3 separate regions of the Mus musculus genome follow, and regions 1 and 2 are each linked to region 3. A link is a contact called in public HiChIP or PLAC-seq data. All regions are on one chromosome and are shown on one strand. Each heading gives the region's core, a stretch centred on a gene start, on an enhancer-like site or on the middle of the called end of the contact. The rest is flanking DNA. Distances are from core to core; before and after follow the strand shown. Region 1 overlaps Tesk2 (testis-specific kinase 2). Region 2 overlaps Mast2 (microtubule associated serine/threonine kinase 2). Region 3 holds the start of Nasp (nuclear autoantigenic sperm protein (histone-binding)).

What was found. HiChIP or PLAC-seq counts read pairs in DNA pulled down with a chosen protein or histone mark.
Region 1: a contact with region 3 is called in an H3K4me3 HiChIP or PLAC-seq map of embryonic stem cells, with 8 times the contacts expected there. The contact joins the enhancer-like site here to the promoter of Nasp in region 3. A contact is called at or near these places in 2 of 39 promoter capture datasets (the 3T3-L1 cell line and macrophages), 1 of 15 datasets of contacts at CTCF or cohesin (the NIH/3T3 cell line), 6 of 484 Hi-C or Micro-C datasets (Kupffer cells, the N1E-115 cell line, embryonic fibroblasts and 3 more), 8 of 115 datasets of contacts at active chromatin or transcription factors (bone marrow-derived macrophages, embryonic midbrain, embryonic stem cells and 2 more) and 3 of 9 other capture datasets (adipose tissue, liver and pancreatic islet).
Region 2: a contact with region 3 is called in an H3K4me3 HiChIP or PLAC-seq map of the SCID.adh cell line, with 10 read pairs. The contact joins the enhancer-like site here to the promoter of Nasp in region 3. A contact is called at or near these places in 1 of 39 promoter capture datasets (pre-B cells), 1 of 484 Hi-C or Micro-C datasets (CD8 T cells), 3 of 115 datasets of contacts at active chromatin or transcription factors (the SCID.adh cell line, pancreatic cancer cells and trophoblast stem cells) and 3 of 9 other capture datasets (adipose tissue, liver and pancreatic islet).

Annotation. Positions count from the first base shown.
Region 1 is chr4:116,779,967-116,783,836 of GRCm38.p6, reverse strand. All of the region lies in intron 4 of Tesk2 (testis-specific kinase 2), which reads right to left. Among named protein-coding and RNA genes, the nearest start is that of Toe1, 26 kb to the left of the region's middle. Within about 2 kb of position 1,501, at least 64 of the 459 cell types and tissues checked have an H3K27ac peak or open chromatin away from gene starts, as enhancers often do. A contact at or near this core is called in bone marrow-derived macrophages and embryonic stem cells, where this site is marked.
Region 2 is chr4:116,442,127-116,445,909 of GRCm38.p6, reverse strand. All of the region lies in intron 1 of Mast2 (microtubule associated serine/threonine kinase 2), which reads left to right. Among named protein-coding and RNA genes, the nearest start is that of Mast2, 20 kb to the left of the region's middle. Within about 2 kb of position 2,244, at least 15 of the 459 cell types and tissues checked have an H3K27ac peak or open chromatin away from gene starts, as enhancers often do. A contact at or near this core is called in the SCID.adh cell line and pre-B cells, where this site is marked.
Region 3 is chr4:116,625,358-116,629,675 of GRCm38.p6, reverse strand. It overlaps Nasp (nuclear autoantigenic sperm protein (histone-binding)), which reads left to right and starts at 1,725. Exons shown (of 16, transcript NM_016777.3): 1 at 1,725-1,786; 2 at 2,247-2,344. The coding sequence starts at 2,286.

The sequences.
Region 1 (3,870 bases), core at 252-2,751, 150 kb before region 3:
GGGGAGGGTGGGGGGATGGGGGCAGTTTGCTTGCTTGCTAGCTAGTTTTGTTTTTCACCGTAGGGTCTCTCTGTGTATAATTGGATTGCCTGGCACTCACTCTGTAGACCAGGCTGGCCTGGAACTCACAGACATCTGCCTGCCTCTGCTTCCCAACAAGGGCTTCCATTAAAGGCCATGTACCACCACCAGCTCAGCAGGGCAAGATTTTTATAGCTCAGGGATAGGGGCTTCCAAATAGGGGACAGCTGGGCAAAACGCAAGCCTAACAAGTTAGTCATAACGACCTCCCAAAACAAAGACATGATTGTGAAGTAGGCATAACAACCTTTTAAAACAAAGATAGGATTCCAAGATGGTTATAAACTTTTTAAAACAAGACATGTTGGCTATTTCCTGGAACAGGCAGTACAGAACCATTTGTACTTAAGGTTACTAGTGGGGCACACATAGCCCAATCCCTGAGAAACAGGTTTAATGGTAAACAGGAATGAACCTAGTTTGTCTTTACTATAAGATGGCTTTTAAACTGGGTGGCGCACACCTTTAAGCCCAGCACTTGGAAAGCAGAGGCAGGAGGATCTCTCTGAGTTCAAGGCCAACCTGGCCTACAGAGCTAGTCCCAGGACAGCTGCGACTACACAGAGGAATCCTGACTCAGACAACAACAACAACAAAAGATGGCTTATAAGCAGGATCAGCTCATCTAAAGCATCCTAACTTCCCAAGCACACTATGATCTCACCAACTGAAATCCTACCCAAAGCACCCCAAGAGGCACCCTGAGATCTAATCTCAATTCCTTAGCAAGTCTTTGAGGATACAACTTCAGAACCCACCAAAATGGTATATATGGCTATTGTAAATACAATAGTGTGATTCTCTAACCTTCTTTCTCCTATCTCCCTATTAACACCCCCCTCCCCCTTGCTTAAGCCTATGCTAAGATCTCCTTTTAATAAACTCCAACTTTGCTTCATACTGGCTCTTCCTAAAATCCTTTCTGAAGTTAAGTCAAGAATCCTGATTTCACCTGATAATCTTTTATTAAGAAACTCAGGATGCAAAGGGAGACAGTGTGGAGCTGCATCTCCAGCCCCCGGCCCTCCCAGCCCCCCAACTATGACTGAGAATAGGCGTGTTAGCCAAGGAAAAAGAGTCAAAGGCAACTCAGGAATCTCCAGACTGAGACGTTCAGAGCAGCAACAGAAAGACAGCCCAGGATCCTATCTGACCTACTGTGTCAGCAGTAAATGAAAAACTAGTATTGCTGTCAAAATAGCCAAATACAGGCTTGTTGGACCCCTGCTCTTTGGATGGGTCTTCTAAAGAGAGGGGCCTGAGTGCCGGCCTACTTTTCACTGTAGCCTAACAATGCTTTTGTGCTAGCCACTGGATGCTTGTTGGTCAGCTCTCAGCACAAAGGCTAGCAGACATCCCACCCCGCTGGCTTGCTTTAAAGAAGAAAAGAAAGCTTTGTTACTGGCTTGGGTAATTCCAGGACAGGCGCCCCAGGAGCGCCCTGTGGGAGGCTTATGCTCCAAAGGAGCCTCCTGTTCTCAGCTGGAGCATCCATAGCCAGTGGGAAAGCATACATGGGCACATCCGCTGAGACCTGTTTGCCACTGTTCAACGGCCGCTCCAGGAGATTCACTAAAGCCGGCTTGATCGGAGTCAAGAAAGAGAGGACACTAGCTCTGGCTACAAAATAGCTTTTACTAACCCATAACATATTCAGAATAAGTGTTTGAACTTGCTCTGCTTTCCCATATCCTTCTCTTTGTGCAATTTTTATTTGTCCTTCCAAGCTGGCTGGGGCCTTTTCCTGATACTCTTATCTCGTATTTAGTGCCATTTCTGTATCTTGGACATATTTCTACTCCTGCTAAGCACAGTAAAAATCTAATGGTAGAGACCAATTATTTCTGAACTTTCAAACCCAAGGCAAGCAGCGGAGGTGCCTATTTAACAGGATCCAGAAAGATAAACAATGTGACTTTAAATTTTGTTTTGGAAAATGGGTTTTGCTCTACAGCCCTGGGCTTGCTTGGAACTCACTACATACCCAGGACTGGCTATAGTGATCCTGTTATCAAAGCTGTTAGGGTCAGGCCCTAGCAGCTCCAATAACCTAGGATTGACCACCAGTCCTCAATAAAACAGTGAATAGCCAAGAAGAGAGACTTCTTCAAAGTGGCCACGCTGGGAAGAGGAACAAAGAGGTTCAATGACCCTACACACCATTTCCTCCTTTGCCACCCCACTCCCACCACCTCAAGTCCATCTTCTGGTCCTAATATGTGGTTTAGGTTGAAATGAAGGCAGAAGGTATGCAGTCCTGGCCAAGGCACAGTCATACCCACTGGTGACCCACAATGTCTCAGCTCCAGTCTCTACTGCCAGGTGGTTAACAAGTCAGAACTCTCTAGTCTCTTGGGAAACCAGTTCCTCATCCGATGGCACAGAGCTTCTGCCATTTGCTTCTCACAGCAAGAAATTCCTGGGGGCCCAGTGCCTCAATAGTCTTAAAACCATAGGGAGGGGCACAAGTGTCTCTCCTTGAATATCTTTGCTACTAACAAAATAATTACAATCCATTAGCCTCAGGCTCCCAAGAACTAAGATCACAGGTTTGAGCCTCTTTGCCTATATAAATTCACCAATAAACTGTTGAATAAAAAAATTAAATGCACTTAAGTAAAATAGAAGCGGGGGCTAGAGAGATTACTCAGTTCTTAGAACACTAATTGCTCTCTCCCAGAGGACTCATTTGGTTCCCAGAACCAATGTCTGATGAATCACAACTGCCTCTAACTCCAGCTCCAAGGATCCAGCCTTCTTTTGGGCTCTGTGGGCATCCTAACTAACCTATCTGGCATGGATAAACAAGGAAACAAAAATAACAATTTAAAAATAAATGAATAAGCTGTCACTGTCTGCAACACCACAAGGCTTGGGGACCATCACTGAACAGAGGGTGGAAAGACTGTAAGAGCCTAGAGCCATGAGAACTGGAACAAGCCAGTGTCTTTTAGACACAACAGGAATGCTTTGCTCCAGCAGTCACACAAACTGTGGTGCCTCCAAGAACCAGATCAAGCCAGTTAACACTTTAATAATGTGGAGGGAGGAGGGGCTCCTGAGCCCACACCCCTAACTGAGGAACTACTGAAGGTTGATGGCTTCTGGCGGAGAACAGGCAGTTTTTCTTGAAGGGTGTGGCCCTGGTAAATCTGTATTTTAGCAATGGCTCAACGTCTAGGATTAAATGGTTATTATAAATTGTTGAAAATTGTACATATTAACCAAGAATTATTCAATGAGCCTACTCTGGTTAGGGTGTTCTTATCCTAGTCCCATGATTTAAATGTCTCCATTACTGTTTGGAAAATGAGAAACCATTCTAATTATGCCTTTGAGTTCCTGCCATCTTGCCAACCTTCCCACTAAGTGAAAGCCCTCCCACCCAGAGAGAGTGACCTGCACTTCTGTGTACAGCACATCTGGAACCTCACCTGCAGGTTTAGTTCCCTCTTGGCCAGGACTATCTGCATATGGCAATCACATCTCTTTCTCAGTTGATATTTTTCCCCATAGTGCTCTAGAAATAAACTTGTCAGATTCTATATAAACTCAAATTTTATTGCTTGACTTTTAATAATGCAGAGTTTGTCAAATTCAATGCTAAATAAAGTAAAAGTCAATGAATGGTCTAAAAACAAGACATGAGATTGAGAAGTGTAGAGAAATGGGGGGAGGAGCTGGGAGGAGCTATGTTGAGAAGTAACTATGATCGAAATACATTGTATGAAATCCTCAAAGAATAAAAAAAATGAAATAAATTGAAGCAGTTTTAAAGTATTTTGTTTT
Region 2 (3,783 bases), core at 995-3,494, 180 kb after region 3:
TATGTCCTTGTCAACTCCTATCAGGTTATTACTTTTTATTTATTTACTTCCTGAGATTAAACACCATCTTAGTGTTTTTATTTTATTTTTATAATGTGTGCATGTCTGTGTATGTGAGCACAGGCACACATGAAGAGGCATCGGATCCCCCTTGGGCTGAAGTATGGACAGCTGTAGGCCATACAGCATAGGTGCTGGGAGTGGAGCTTGAGTCCTCTGCAAGAGCAGTAGTGGTTCATGCTGCATCCCAGGGTTTTTAAAAACATTTTGCTTTTTTTTGCTTTTTTTTCTATTGCTTGCGTACAATTCTTTATATCATTTAGAAACAGTATGGAGAAAAAGCAGGCTTTGAAGTTAGATTTGAATTCTTTGTAGTGTAATAGGTTTGAATTTGAAATAAAAATGACTGTCTTAGGGCTGAAGAGATAGCTCAGTGGTTAGGAAGGTTTGGAGTGACAGCACCATTGTTAAGAACACTAGCTCCTCTTTCCTAGGAACTGGGTTCAATTCCCAGTACCCACATGATGGATTATGACAACCTCTAACTTTTATTCCAGGGGATCCAATGCTTTCCTTTGACATTAGGGGACACTAGGTATGCATGTGGTACACGTACATATGCATAGGCAAAACCCTGCCTCGAAAGAACCAAAACACCACCACCACCACCACTACAAATCTTAAAAGAGTGAATTAAATAAGAAAACGATGGTCTTATATGCCCCAGTACAGGGGAATGCCAGGGTCAAAAAGTGGGAGTGGGTGGGTAGAGGAGTGGGGGGGGAGGGTATGGGGGACTTTTGGGATAGCATTGGAAATGTAAATGAGGAAAATACCTAATAAAGATTAAAAAAAAAAAGAAAACGATGGTCACCCTGAGCTGCTCTGAGGAGCCTGAAGAGACTCGCAGAGGCTTCGAAGGGGAGATGCAGCAGTAGAGGATGAGCCTGCAGAGTGTGTAGTATCTCCAGAACAAGTGAGAAAAGAAAGGTCTTATAGGAAGATGCTTTTAAACGAGCCTCCCCGCCCCCATGTGTGGACAGGGGGATATATTGTGGGGCACGTGACTTACTACAGCTTCCATGATGAGATGATTTTCTGTGTTTTTGTTGTTTGTGTGTATTTTTTATTTTATGGGGGAGGTTGCAAGAGTGAAAGGCCGATATGAGTGGATGGGGAGATGATACAAGAGTGCATGATATGAAACTCACGAAGAATAAATAAAAAGAAAAAAGTGGCTTCATGGAGAAAAAGATGTCAGAGAGAAGCAGAACTAGAGACATAGCAGCAGCTGTGTGGGTGACTGGTATGGGTGATAGGAACATGGACGGCTACTGGGGACAAAAGAGGATGTCACTGGTGGAGTAGAGTTGGTGGTCCTTGCCTGCCGAGAGACCTGCACTACCACTGGCCACTGCTGTTGCTGCCTGGTTGCTTACTTGCCTGCTAGTCCTGCTGGGGTTTGACGAGTGAGGGCCCACAACACAGCTCATAGGATGCAAGCACAGTGGTCTTGCCCAGGGACCCACTGTAGTGGCTGATGCCGAGAGCAGGGAGGTATGTAGTGGCCTTCTTCCCCTTAATGCATTGCCCTGTTGCAAGATCACCCTGACTTTGGCCAACAACAGGATATCCAAGATGAGTCTCAGTGATAGTCCAGAATTTAATGTTACTTTAGAAATCTTGAAGCAGACCAATGACTCATTGCAATAAGCATTTGCATGTAAAGCTGCTTGGGCAAAAAAAATATAATGTGTGATATCCAGCAGTTTGCAGTGCCACTTCAGTAAGTGAAGGTGTGATAGAGATGGGAAGATGATGGAGTGTTGGTTGGGGAGCGGCACAGGTATTTGTGGCAGAGAGAGGTGACAGATATGGGAGTGTAGCCAGTAGACCAAGGAGCATGTTATTGCCAAGTAGGGCAGAGTGGTGTACAGCAGCTTGGAGCTCGAACAGGTTCTGCCCCTGTACTCGCTGCCCATCCACACAATTACCTTGGCTCTGAGTAACAAGGAATCTGAGCTGAAGAATGAATGGTTCATTTTCTGGATTACGCCTCTTCTAATCAAAAGATCTCCATGCTGCTGTCCTTGGTCCATGCTGCTGCCTGGGGTCATGTTGATGTTTGTGGTCAATACTGCTGCCTGAGACCACGTCGATGTCTATGATCAGGGCTCTCACAGAAACCATGTTGATTTGCTTTGAGTGCTGCCACCTGAGGTCATGTAGATGTCTGTGGTTCTGTGCTTCTGCCTGAAGCCATCTTGATGGCTGTGGTCCATGCTGCTACCAGAAACCATGTGGGAAGTCCATGATCTGTGCTGCCACAGGCTGTATGGGCAAGGAAGCTTCTTTTGAAGTGGTATTGACAGTTGCAGGCTTCTAACTGAGAGACATTGTAGGCTTCTGTGACAATCCTCTTTTTAAAAAGTCCCCTTAAAGAAACAGTCCAGACAGGAAACTATTGAAGAAAGTCTAGAAAAATTGTGATTAAAATGCTGAGGTGTAGCTCTCCACAGTTGGTGGCTTCTAATTGGGGTGGGGTGGGGGTGGGAAAGGACTCATTTATCTTTAAGGGGCTGGCCACTGGGAGTTTGACCATGCTCCAATGAGTATACCGGCAACACACATTGGACCTGGTGTTTTGTTTTTTTTTTTTGGTCAGGGAGGGCTCAAGGGTAAGGTAGGTTGGTGGACCTTGGAGGATTATAAAGCAAGTGTGATCAGAGTGCATTGTATGAAATTACTCAATAGTTTATAAAAATATTATGCTTACAAAAGTATTAATGCTGTGAGAAAAAGAGTGAATTTAACCACATAACTTTAAATGTTAAAAAAAAAACATTATAAGTTCCCCAATATATAGGAAAAAAATCTCATAAGGCTTTGTCTGTTTTATTAATTTTTTATATTACTTAATTTCTTAGATTGCATTTTTCTCTATAAGTTTTTCTTGAGCTTTCTTTTTCCATTTATGAATTTTATAGTTCTGATTTATGCTTTATATCATAAATATTTAAAATTTTCATTTGGGAATATATTTGTTGTGTTGTGTTTGTGCAGTGTATGTACTAGCTGGTGTAGGTGTATTGTGAGGTCAGAGATAGATGTTAGCTGCCTCTTATCAGTTTTGACCTTTATTTTTTGAGACAGGGTCACTCACTGAACCCTAAGCTTGATTTGACAGAGAAGATGGCCAGTGAACCTCATGGATCCACCTGTCTCTGTTCCTGTCCCTTCCTACCTAACTAATGTTGTGTTTGTAATTTTGGAGCCTGGCTTTTTATTTGTTTGGTTTCTATTCTGTGTTCTAATTCAGTTTCTTTTCTTTTATCCAGTTCTAAAAGTCTCTATCCCTTCATCTCCCATAGGCTCATGTTGCTTTGGCTGTCTAGGAAGTTACTATGTCAGAGGTTCTCAACCTGTGGTTGAAGGACCCATTCACAGCTGTTGCCAAAGACCAACAGAAAACACAAGATATTTACACTACAATTTGTAACAGCAACATAACAGTTATAAAGTAGCAACTAAAATAATTTTATGGTTGAGGGTGGCCACAACATGAAGAGCTAGCTGCATTAGGAAGGTTGAGAACCTCTGCACTATGTAGACCAGGCTGACCTCAAACCCACTGTCTACCTCTGCCTCCTGCCTGCTGGGATTAAAGGCATGTACCACTACACCTGGTTCCTTTTGGCTTTTAAAAGATATTTTTATTTTTAATTTCTTTGATAAGGGCTTAACATTTTTACTTGTTTTAAGAATATTTGTAATTGCACATAG
Region 3 (4,318 bases), core at 476-2,975:
GTGGGTCATCAGTTAAGAACACTTGTAACTTCCGAAGGACTGGAGTTTGGTTCCTAGCACTTATATCTAAAGGTTCACAACTACCTGTAATCCCAGCTCTAGGGGAATCAATTTCTCTTACCTCTATTTCAACTCACAATCACAAATCTATATTTGTATACATAATTTAAAAGATCAAAGTTTGTGGGTTTTTTTTTGTTGTTGTTGTTTTGTTTTGTTTTTCTGAGACAGGGGTTTCTCTGTGTGGCCCTGGCTGTCCTGGAACTCACTCTGTAGACCAGGCTGGCTTCGAACTCCCAAGTGCTGGGACTAAAGGCATGTGCCACCACTGCCGGACAAAATTTTTTTTTTTTTTTGGAAACAAGATCTCACTATGAAGCCTTGGCTGTGTTGGAATTCCTTACATAGATTAGGTTGCCTCAACAGCTTCTGCCTTTGGAGTGCTGAAACAGGTGTGCTGTCTTAGAACTAGCTCTGTAAAACATTCTGGGTTCAAATCCAGGGAGACCAGTCTGCCTCCTGAGTGCTGAGATTAAAGGTGTGTGCTAGGACTGGAGAGATGGCTCACCGGTTAAAGAGCACTGGCTATTCTTGGAGAGGAACAAACTATCTGTAGTTCTTGTTCCAAGGGTTCAGACACCCTTACACAGACATACATGCAGACAAGATACCAATGTACATGAAATACAACTAAATAAATTATAAAGGTGTGTGCCATCATACCCAAGTTATTTTTTTTTTAAGATTTATTTATTTATTATATGTAAGTACACTGTAGCTGTCTTCAGACACTCCAGAAGAGGGCGTCAGATCTTGTTACAGATGGTTGTGAGCCACCATGTGGTTGCTGGGATTTGAACTTCAGACCTTTGGAAGAGCAGTCGGGTGCTCTTACCCACTGAGCCATCTCACCAGCCCCCCCCAAGTTATTTTTTAAAGGAACCCACTTATTTCTATTTATCCATTTTTAGTTCTTTTTTTTTTTTTTCATTTTGTGTGAATAAATGCTTTACCTACATCCATGTCTGTGCACCATATGCATGCCTGGAGCTTAACGAAGTGGTGAGGCGCCTTGTGGGTGCTGGGAATTGAAACAGGATCCTTTGCAAGAATAACAAGTGCTCCTAACCTCCTAGCGAATTTTCCAGCCACATTTACTTTTATTTAATGTGTATGAGTGTATCTGCATACATAAATGTGTACCATGTGTGTGCCTAGTGGCTCTGGTGGTCACAGGAAGGCATTGATTGAATGCCCTTGAACTGGAGTTACAAAAGGTTGTAAAAGAAGGCGTGTGTGGTGCTGCTCACCTGTAATCCCAGCCCTCGCAATCACAGGCAGGCAGATGTCTGTGGGTTAGAGATCAGTGGGTCTAAATAGCAAGTTTCAGGCTAGCCAGGGATAGACTGTAAGTCCCTACCTAATATATATGAAAGAAAAAAAAAGAGAGACAGCTAAAATATTTAAAGTGTTTTAAGTACAGGATTTAACTTAACAACTTGGACGTGGGTAAAGTAAGATGATGGCAGCAACGGATTGGATCAGTCAAAGGCGGTGGATCTAAACACCCGCATCCCTTTGCCCCTCTAAGAGTTTTGAATCAAGCGCGATAGTTTTATCTGTAGCCAATCCTAGAGCAGCATCTTGTTTCGTCAGTAGTTGCTGAGGCCCAGAGCCACGCGTCTGTCTGGTCAGTTCTAGCCGTTGCTGCTGTACTCGTGCTCAGCTCTTGCGTTTCCATCCGTTAAGACTGAGAGGACATAGGGAATACCTGTCACCTTCTCGGGTATCCCCGTCAGAAAGACACCTTCGGGACTACTTTTTCCACAGTCGCAGAGACTCACTGGCTCCACTTAATTGTGGAATCTCTAGGCTGGCTCCCATTCAGAAGTTGTAGTACTGAGATTTTGCTTCTATCACGACTAGCCACAGAAGCAGGAAATTGTTTGATTTTTGTTTTCTTTTTCCTTTCTATCTTACTTTCTTTTTCTTTTTTTCTTTTTTTAAGGAAAAACGGGCTAGGGCGGGAAGATACCCAAACGGGAAGGGATACAGGGCTGTGTCCTTGTGACAGAAAGGTGTTGAGTCCTAGTCCTTTAAATCCGAGGGGGGAGGATCCGGAAGTGGATGGGCGGGACAAGGGACCTGGTATATAAGAGGGCCTCAACCGCGCGGGGTCTCCAATCTGCCATTTTCTCTACCTGAGTGAGTCTCTGCTGTCCGGAATTCTCTGGTTTTCTTCGCAGGCAGTGTTCTGCCCACTGGCCCACCACCTCAGGGGAACGATGGCCACAGAGTCTACAGCCGCTGCTGCCATCGCCGCGGAGCTGGTTTCCGCTGACAAGTAAGCGGGACTGTGGCGAGCTTGAGGCCAGTCCTCAGGGAGAGTCCGGGGACTTGGCTTCCCGGGCGGGACGGGCTGGTGGGTGGGACAGCTGCCTTCCCCGGAACAACGGCGGCCGTGCGGAGAGGGTTGCTCTGTGGAGAAGCCCTACTTGCGAAGAGCTGGCGCGCCAGCGGTAACGGCGGGTGGCTGGCGCCCCCTGCCCGGCTTTTCACGGCCGCCATCTTGCCGGGGGCAGCGGTGGCTGGCTCCATCGCCGGCCCCTTTTTTCCACCCCTTGCCCGAGGTTGCCGGTAGGTAGGCGGGGCCCGGCTCCAGTCGGTCCTTGAGCCCCTCCTGATCGCGCACTCCTAGGGTGCGTCTCTGTAGAGAGTCTGTAGACGTACCGAGAAATTGGCCAACAGATTTGGCGCCAAAAAAAAAAAAAAAAAAAAAAAACCCACACGAGGATGGAGGCTTGGAACAGGGGACGCGGGTGGGTGGGGCCTCTCAGAGGGCGGGGCTTTGCACGCTGATCGTCGTAGTTTTGGCTCTTAGGAGTGGGCGGGGCCTGTAGGAGGCGGGAAAACTCCATTGTTTGGAGTGGATGCTGCTTTTGCCGGGTCGGTGGGGCGCAATGAATTTTATTATATACTCACTACCAGGTTTACAGTAATCTTGAGGGTGGCTACGGGACTGAAGCTTTGTAACTCTTAACCTTTGCGGAGAAGTGTCTTGATTCGTTAGGTTTTCGGTATGTGGGACGGGGATTTTGTTGCTTCAAGGGACACTTTACTTGCGTAGTGTCTTCGGTAAAGGCTGTATGTAGCTATCAGTCTAGTGTTTACTTGCTAGATGAGTTTGCTAAGCGAAAGGACCCCAAAGGAGGAATGCTTGATTTGAGAGCTTTAAAGTGCTAATCTAACTTGATCTCTCCCATATGCACAGAAGCATTCATCAGTTCGAGGAAAGAAGTTATTTTCCATACAGGTTCGATTTTCCAGTTTACCTTGCCTTTTTTAGGTCCTGGATTCTATTTTTTTCTGTCCCTTGAGCATTTTTTTTTTTTTTAACCAAGTTTTGCCTTGGGTAAAAGTAAAGGTGTCTGTGAGATATTTGATTGGTTTTTCTATAGGTTTATGTTTTAGATGACGTTTCACTCCGTACAGTTTACCCTATCACCTTTTGGTTCCTTTCCTAGTGGGTTCTTGAAAATCAGTGGGTCTCTAACCACTCAACCATTTGGGAAAGTGCAGTTTTACCCTCAGATTCCACTTTCCTAGGTCCTCTTCATTGATATTTTTAGGGCCAGAGTAGATTAAGTTTAGGAATTCGGTAGAAACTCCATTTCTGGTGCTTTCTGAACAGCTGCTTGTATTACGTTGGGGATCCCTTTCCTTCCAGTACTTTACAGTTTGGGAATGCCTAGCATCTCCTCAGATTTCCAAACTGTGTTTTTTGTTTTTCTGTGTAGTCCTGGCTGCCTTGGCCTCCCAAGTGCTGGGATTAAAGGAGTATACCACAACCTTCAGCCTTTTTTTGTTTTTGTTTTTGTTTTTTTTTAGAGACAGGGTTTCTCTGTGTAGCCCTGGCTGTCCTAGAACTCATTGTGTGGACCATGCTGGCCTCAAACTCAGAAATCCTCCTGCCTCTGCCTCCCAAGTGCTGGGATTAAAGGTGTGCCCCACCTCTGCCTGGCCAGCTGCTCTAAGATTTATTTATTTTATGTCTGAAAGTACATAAGCTATCTGTAAGCTATATGTACAATATAGCTATACAGATGGTTGTGAGCCTTCACATGGTTGTTGGGAATTGAATTTTTAGGATTTCTGCTCGCTCTGGTCAACTCCACTCCCTCAGCCCCTGCTTGCTCTGGCCCAAAGATTTATTATTATACATAGACACTGTAGCTGACTTCAGACCATCAGAAGAGGGAGATAGATCTCATTACAGATGGTTGTGAGCCACCACATGGTTACTGGGATTTGAACTCAG